Linked DNA regions of Zea mays: region 2 is linked to region 1. A link is a contact called in public Hi-C data. All regions are on one chromosome and are shown on one strand. The core of a region is the stretch at or near the end of the contact, and the rest is flanking DNA. Distances in the headings are between cores, read along the strand shown.

Evidence for each region. A called contact is a pair of places that touch in the nucleus more often than the background predicts.
Region 2: a Hi-C map of leaf shows a contact between it and region 1, with 8 times the contacts expected there. The contact joins the promoter of LOC100284217 here to the enhancer-like site in region 1. A contact is called at or near these places in 3 of 25 Hi-C or Micro-C datasets (ear, leaf and tassel).

What each region holds. Positions count from the first base shown.
Region 1 is chr4:92,886,193-92,890,537 of Zm-B73-REFERENCE-NAM-5.0, forward strand. It overlaps LOC100277781, which reads left to right. Exons shown (of 11, transcript NM_001349958.1): 11 at 1-557. The coding sequence ends at 341. Among protein-coding and RNA genes, the nearest start is that of LOC100277781, 41 kb to the left of the region's middle. Within about 2 kb of position 2,504, at least 8 of the 20 cell types and tissues checked have an H3K27ac peak or open chromatin away from gene starts, as enhancers often do. A contact at or near this core is called in leaf, where this site is marked.
Region 2 is chr4:93,045,651-93,049,995 of Zm-B73-REFERENCE-NAM-5.0, forward strand. LOC100284217 (gibberellin receptor GID1L2) reads right to left here and starts at 2,625. Exons shown (of 1, transcript NM_001157112.2): 1 at 1,531-2,625. The coding sequence starts at 2,562. The coding sequence ends at 1,579.

The DNA of each region.
Region 1 (4,345 bases), core at 1,254-3,753:
TGTACCCAGGAGGCCCCATGGGAGGAGCACCTGTGGAGAGTGACTATTCTACGTATTCCCGATCCAGGTCCAGCTTGAATACCAGCTCATCAGGCCGGGATGCATACAGTGCGGCTAGCTCTGCCGACCACAAGCATCAGGTCGTCGGTTCCGGTGGGCAGGTTGAGGGCGATGAGAGCACGTCCTTGTTGTATACTGACAGAAGTAATCAGCAGTTGAGCAGTAAGTTAACAGACCAATATAGGCAGTTAGATGGGAGCGGACATGACCCTGGAGAAACCAGGGGCGGTGTCTTATTGAGAAGACCATCTAGGGACAGGACCGCTCAAACATTTTATTGATGTGCAGGGTTTGGGCTGTAGAGAAATAATGTAATGTAGCCTGTAATATTATCTCGCTGCATTGTGTAAAAAGAGAAGAGAGATGTCGTAGTCCATAAAAGTTGAATCCCCAACTTGGTGATATAATCCCGAGGAACCTGTAACAAATGTCACGTATTCCACGGGATCGACGTAGGACTGTAGGAGTAGATCATAAGATTAATGCAAAAGTTCATTGAACACAGACTCTGAAATCTGTGGGCCTGGCAACGCTCAAACAGATGGCGTGTCACTACTCACTAGTAGGCTCGATTTTTTGCAAGTACAAGTTTGACATATATAGGGATGGCTTCTCCTTGAACGACACGGCCGGCGACGAGGCTTCGGATTCGTAAGTCGTAACCCTGCAGCAGCATTGATTGTATGGGCCAAGCGATGGCCAGGACCCTTATCGGATATATAAGGTGATCTGGTTGGCATAATGCATGCATCACGTGCTTGTTGATAGCTATCGAGATTCTGGAAACCCAGGACCGCAAACCCCCCAAATTCTAGCTGGTTGGCAGTTGGCACACCGTCGGAGTTAGCCGATGATAGAAAAGGTGATCGGAGCACGAATCACGAGGTAAGAAATGGATAGAAAAAGGTTATCGGAGCACGGTTACTCAGAAGAGTCACCGAACTAATGTTCGTTGCTGAAGCGATGGGTGATAGATTATAGTGAACTCAACATCTTTTCTGAGGCAACGGATCATGTGCAAACCAGATATTTGGTGCAAACCGTGCATCCGTGCAAGCAGTTATGAAAATTTCCTAAAATAACCCTCCCATCATGTGTCAGCTATCAAAACAACCATTCCACCTCCTCTATTATACTTTTAAATACCTTCTCCCACTTCTAACTACATGTTGGTTTGCACCATTACATGGTTTGCACCTGATTTGTTTCCTAGATGTATCATCTGCATTTGATACGTTACTTTTCTAAGACTCTAGAATGCCAATCCATCTACTACCTCGATTATGATAGGGGTAATCAGGATGAACCTTCTTTCCTGGATTTGATGGCGGTGTTCGTTAGTGTTGCAACATTCGTTGCCGACGCCCCACACTCCTTGTGCTCCTACTCATTGTTAGTTGCATCAACGAGGGGTACCTAGATTCTTGCTCCAGCAGGGGATTCAAGAACCATGGAAGCCATTTGTGATAGTGGTTCCAGTTATTAGTAGGGTAAGGTGATCGAGACCTTGTGGCGGGTACAGTTTTGGCCAAACGGTTGTGATGGCGTCCATGCCGACCATAGGCTCATTTATATAGCACCCATCGTGATCAGAGGCCACAACCATGGGTGCTATTGTGCCCTCGACAGAGCATGTGGTGAACGCAGGGATAAGGGACTCTTCCTTGATTTCGCTTCACTTCTGTTACTAAGGATGAGAGGACATATCAACAATGAGTCCATGCAAGGAAAGATATAGCACATTAATATTATCTCCAACTATATTATGTCTCTTTTATATTCCTTCTACACATACTTCTCTAAAAATTCTCTCCTCTATCTTATTTTTCTCTAATTTATATCTTGTCATCTATACGTTAAATACCTATATTAAAGATATATTTTACAGGTGATTTTTGAACATACATATTTATCATGTCTTGTACATATTTTAGTTTTGCTTAATCCGCTATTTAAAGTATTAAATTAGATAGAGAAGAGAACCTCTACGTATACAACAGATGAAAAGATGTTTTAGATGATACTGTTCGAACTATAGAGAAGAAAATCCTCTATTAGAATACACAATCTTTACCGATCTATTTTGGAGACAGCCTAAGGCCATATTCTAAACATCTAAAACTAATAATTAACAACTAAAAATACTTGAGAGATTTAGAACAGGTCAACTAGTAGATCAATATATTAATTGTTAGTTATACCGCTTAAATAGCTACTGGTTGTTAGTTGCTCCAACAACCCATTTAAACCAGTTAACAACTTATTAGCTGATTAACAATTAGCTTTGGAGGTTTGAAACAGCCTAAGCCACAAAGTACCAACCGGTTCTTCGAAATTCGGCTACAAACGAAACGATCATTAGCGGCTGTGTGGTGAGTCGAGCGCGACAAGTCGCATGCATTGCCACGCATGCCCGCCCGTTCCAATCTCGTTCACGTCCCGGACAAGCGGTAGCACAGGACAGCCCGCCCGTTCCAATCACGTTCACGTCCCTGACAAGCGGTAGCACAGGACAGTGGACAGGACGGTCCGGCCGTCCGGCCGCCGCCCACAACCTCGTGTGGGCATCTGCCATGTGTGCAGCGTGCCTGCAATCTGCATGCACGCACCCGCGTTGCGGCGCCGTCCCGCATGTAAATTAAACAAGCGAAATGGCCATGATGTGCTCTTCAACTCGCACGTCCCGATCGATCACTCCGTTCGTTCCCCTAGTGCCCACACCGGTTGCGCGTCGCCGACACATGGAGCAGCGGGCGCTCGATCGCCGTGGCCACATATATCTTGGCGTGGGCGTGCCGTCGAAGGAATGCGGCGGCAGCCCGGCCGTGCGGCCGGTAAGATGATCAATTCCAATTTGATTGGCTCCGCTATTCGATCGAGGTGTTTTTTACACCAAAGCATCAACCTCACTGGCCGGCCGGCCGAAAGACGCACCCGCAGCAGCCTCGCGAGCATACCACCATGGACGCATGGCGTTTATACAGAGGTCTATCAATGAGCCACCCACCACTCCTCTTCTCTGTTCATTAGTGCAAAAGAGGCAAGCAAGCCATGATCGTGAGATGTCAAAAGGTTGAGAGATCAAAAGCAGCTGGATCTGGTGGCCTATCCTTTGTTCCCTGCTTATATCTCGCCGACCGGCTCAAAAGTACAAGAGAAATCCAGAGCTTGTTCGGCTGCCCATGTGGGAGCACTGTTGCAGCTGCAAAATACTGTTGCAGCTGCAATCCCTAGAGATAAAATACTGTAGAAGCCGCAGCCGCAGTCGGATTAAAGCCGCAGCGAACAAGCCACCAGTTGGATCGTCCAGCTGCCTGCGCGTGCCATGGAAAGGCGCCGAGGACCTCTCCAGTCCTGGGAGGCTGGGCTCCTGGCTACTACATACTGTTAGGGTGTATTCGTTTGTTCCGGAATCATGGTCTAGAACCAATCCAACCAGGAATACTTATCTAATTTGTATAGGTGTTGACGCCTTTTCGGAGCGCCAAATACTCAAGAAGAACCGGCGGCGGTGCTCTCTGCACAGGGGCGGACGGTCCGCGCGCGGGGCCGGACGGTCCGCGGCCTGGTGCGAGGCACGGTGGTACTCTCTGCGCAGGGGCGGACTGTCCGCGGCCTGGTGCGCGGCTAGGGCTTCTCTGCCTGACGGCCGGACGGTCCGCGCCCTGAGGCCGGACGGTCCGCGCGTACGCAGAGACGGCGGAAGTCGCCGGCGGCGCCTGGATCTCGCTCCCGGGAGGGACCCCGTCGGGGAGGAGAGATCCTAGGTGGTGTCTAGGCTCGGGCCGGCCGACCTAGACTCCTCTAATCGACGTAGAGCCGAAGAGAGACGAAGAATTTGGGGATTGGGAGGCTAAACCTAAACTAGACTAGAACTACTCTTAGGATAAAATGCGAATAAAAGTTATATTGATTCGATTGTTGATGATTACAAATCGGCCGTAGACCTCTCTATTTATAGAGGAGGGGGGCTGGACCCTTTACACAACTGATTCCGAGCTAATCCCGCGAATATAGCTAACAACCGTAGCACAAAACTCGGAACCCTAATCTATTCTGCGCACGCGCGGACCGTCCGGCCCACAGGCGCGGACCGTCCGCTTGCTCATTTTTGGTTCGAACATATGCCCCCCTGCCTTTTGGTGGAGCTGGGCGAACCAAAAGCATCTAACTCGATGTGATCACATCGGTTCTCTTAGGCATCTTGCCACATACTAGGATGGTACTGTTTGAGGAAACGCCCATTCAAAGCCTTTGGTAAATTCTTGCCTTGTAATATTTGTAG
Region 2 (4,345 bases), core at 1,375-3,874, 160 kb after region 1:
AAATGGAATCGACTTAAAAGGAAAAAGACCATTTAGACCTCGATGGATCACTATAGAGTCATTAGCAAATGTAAAGGGCATTGGTGTAATTTTACATGGGCTGCGTCTCGTGCTTATAAATAGATGAACAGTGCTCCTGTACTGTTCACGATTACTTGGCATTTGCTTTTACGTCACGCTCGTACCTTTACCTTCTTTCAAGTCGAAGGTATATTTGTAATTTGATATCATTTTTATTTTTCCATGATAATAAAATAGAAATGAGATAATAATGCTACATAGTTGTTCATGTTATTCCTTACATTCTATATGATTCTCCTTTTATTATCATATGTTGCAATGATAAAGGTATGTCCTTCATGACTTTCTTCTGAAGATCATTATAATCTAAGGGAGATAATGCTTCGAAGGACGAATGATATTAACCTTTAATATTTTGTGTTGTCTTGTTCTTAACTTATATCATTTGAGAACAAGTCCTCAACACTAACTATTAGCTAATTTGTTAAAAATAGCTAATAGCTAAACTCTTAGCTAGACGGTGGATGTCTTTAACTAATTTTAGCAGCTAACTATTAGCTCTATTACATTCAAACACCCTGATAACATATTGGCAGATTTGACAAATGGTGAAGATAGTGCTCACAAAGAAAATAAATGGGCGAAATTAAAAACGACTCCCACTAGAAGATGTGGAAGCTCCCCACAAGAAACCCATAGAAATGCAGAGGCTCGATTGTTTTTCTTTTTCTAGATTATTATCTTATATGGCTCCTCTGGCATCTTTGTAACTGAAGAATGAAAAATAAAATACTAGGATACCGAGCCATTGACTTTCAGCCTTCGTCACTATCTTCTCAACATAGGCTAACATGGGAAGCAGAAGGGGCTACAAAAGGAGCAGAATATATAAAAAAAAACTACGCAAAGGCATCTTGCCATGTGGGGCGGCCTATAGTAGGCAACTGTATGAACAGCTCAACTTGCCAATTCATTCTTCTTTGATTTCTTCGTGGGGGTATCTTAGCAATCGACCCGGCTAACATTTCTCCCCAAATTAAGAAATAATCAAGAACAATAGCTGCTACAAATATTAAAGGCCTGATTTTCAGTTATATACCAGTAAAAGGATGCAATCAATGTTTCCAAATTTTGTGCCCGAGAATTGGCAAGTTCAGCTGACATTTCTGCCCAAGTTGAGAAGTGGTTCCAAGAGCAATAGCTGCTACAAATAATAATGAGGCGATTTTCATTTCAGTTGTACTTGTAAGTAGTGAAAGATGGAATAAATGTTTCAACAAATTACGTGTGTCTAACAAGTATAATTTCATGTGTATGACATATGACTGTATCATCGTACCCAAATTACTAACAATGGCAAAGCCCCCTTCATCCTTAGACCCAATTTCAAATAATACAAACACAACTTTGAACCTGAAACGTACTAGTAGGAGTGTAGTGTAGCGCCAGCATTCTTCACCGGTGACGAAGCTGCAGTTATTCCAATCTCCAGGTATACAATGAACGAAGCTAAATTTGATCCAAGCCCAACAACGCCGCCATCACCGGCGATGCGAGTCAGCGGTTGAGGAAGTCGCTGATGACCTTGTCCTGCGCGACGGCCTCGTCGCAGCACGGCTCCAGGAGGTGGAACGTGTGTCCCTTGTTGGGCGCCTGCCAAATCTCTGCCTCGCCGGGCCATCCGCTGGCCCTGAGCCGGTCGTAGTAGGCGCGGCCGCGGTCGCGGAGCACGTCGCCCTCGCCGATGCACACGAGCACGCGGCCGCACGCCAGAGAAGCCAGCGGCGGGGCGCCGTCCACGAAGGGGTTGATGAGCGGGTCGTCCTCCCCCGTGGTGGTCGGGCACATGACGCGCCATAGGGATCCCAGGCTCTCGCGCACCTCCAGGCTGATGTCGTCGGAGGGCACCTTGTCGGTGCCCAGGAAGTAGGGGTGGACCATGACGAGGCCCTGGATCCGGGCGTCGTGGGCCAGGCCCTCCGCTGCAACGCGCATCGCCATGTGGTGCGCGATGTTGGAGCCCGCACTCTCACCGCCCAGGTAGAGGCGGGAGAAGTCGGCGTGGCCCGCGATCCATGGGTCCCGGACGTTGTCGCCGGCGGCGGCAAGGTGGGACACGACCCAGGCTAGCGCTTCCCAGGAATCGGCGTAGGCGGCGGGGACGGGGTGCTCGGGGGCCAGGCGGTACTCGACGGAGACGACGAGAACGTTGGCAAGGCCCGCGAAGCTGTTGAAGTAGGAGTGGAAGGTGGGGTTGAAAGCGGAACCGAGGCAGAAGCCGCCCCCGTGGTAGTAGACGAAGATGGGGAGCTTGGCGCTCTCGTCGTCGAGGCGGGGGAGGTAGAGGCGCGCGGAGACGTTGGGGGAGATGACGACGTCCCTGGAGGCGACGCCGGTGGCGGCGTCCGTGGAGGCGGCGACGAACTCGGTACCGAAGTAGCGCTCCACGCGTTTCTTGTAGACGCGAATGCAGGGCATGGACTCGTAGACGATCTCGTCGTCCGTGGAGGCTAGCGGCGGAGCGACGGGTGCGGCGGCCATTGGAGATCTGGGCCGAGCAAGCAACAATGTTCGACTGTGTGCGGTTAGGAGGTCCGGCTCTGGTACAGAAGAGTCGTTGGGTTATGTAGTTGACGCTGAACTTTAGTATCTTCCCATCCTTCAACCCAAAGCATCAAATGACAGTAGATTATGTTGAATACAAAGGCAATTTCTATACTAAAATCAGACCATAATTTATGATGACCGCAGATATAATTATAAGCAGTTTGTTGAGAGCCTTCTTTTCTGTCGAAGGTCATCTAAGCAAAAACACTTTCGGCATGACGATATATAATCAGATATGACATGAAGATATATGCCGAAGTAACAATTGAAAGAGCTTCGGCATGATGGCTGTTGGGGGACTGCTTCGTCGTCGAAGGTCCTTTAAAAAGAAACACTTTCGGAAGATCAGCACATAAGCAAATACAATCGCGAAGTTACACGCCGAAGCTACTATCGAGGGAGCTTCGATATAGCGACATGCCTTGAGACGAAGGGCTGCACCGACTTAAAGAGAAAAAGACCAATCGATCCATGATAATTTGTGTCATGATTGTAACTAGTTGTCGAGGACATAAATGTAATTTTGATCGGGCTGTGCCCCGTGCCTATAAATAGGTGAACGGTACCCCCGTACTGTTCACGCTGACTGTTATTCGCTCGTGCGTCACGCTTGGACTTTTTGCCTTCTGTCAAGCCGAAGGTACAAATGTAATTCAATATTGTTCTTATTCATCCATGATGACATAATAAAGATATATTGATAATGTCATATGATTATTCATGTTATTTCTTATGCTTCATATGCTTCGTCTTTCATTAACATATACTGCGATGATGAAGGTACGTCCTTCATGACCTTCGTCTGAAGATCGTTATATCCTAAGAGAAATAATGCTTCGAAGGACAAAGGGCAATAACCATTAACCTCTTTTTGTGTGGCCTTGTTCTTAATTCATAGCATTTGAAAACAAGTCCCCAACATTGGCGCCCACCTCCGGTGAACTCACTTCCACTCTCGAGCTGATGGCTTCGTTCAACAACCAAGTCGTAGCACCTTCGGCTACGAAGCTAGTGCTCCCGATAACAGGCGGCTCAAGTTTAGAGCTGGCTAACAAAAAGCAGAAGAAGTAAGCGCAGAGAAGGGTGCAACATGTTGGGGTGCAGGGACCCTTCATCAAGTTAAAATGGTCCCACATCCCAATCACCTTCTCCAGGAGGACCTTCAGCTCAAAGATTATCCTCACAATGATGCTATGGTCATATCCTGTGTCATCAAGGGATTTCTGGTCCATAATGTTCTGGTCGATACAGGCAGTGCAACAGATATCATATTTGCTAAGGCCTTCAGACAGATGCAAGAGCCAGAAGACAAGATTTATGATGCTACACACCCTCTTTGTGGCTTCGGAGGAAGGCAGATTGTAGCACTCGGCAAAATCACAATGCCAGTGACCTTCGGCTTCGTCCACAATAGGTTGTCTTTGACATTGTTGACATGGAGTACCCCTATAATGCAATCATTGGTCGAGAGGCACTTAATGCCTTTGAAGCAATACTTCATCCAGCATATTTATGCATGAAGATACCTTCGTAACAAGGGCCCATTGCTGTCCATGAGAGTCAAGAAGCTGCCAGAAGGGCTGAAGGAAATTGTATAGATTCAAAGGCAATTCATAATATAGATGGAGCCGAAGCCTGTCAGCAGTATAAATACAAAAGAGAGAAGGCTGCTTCGGCGGATCAGTCGAAGCCTATGCTCCTATGTGAAGACATAACA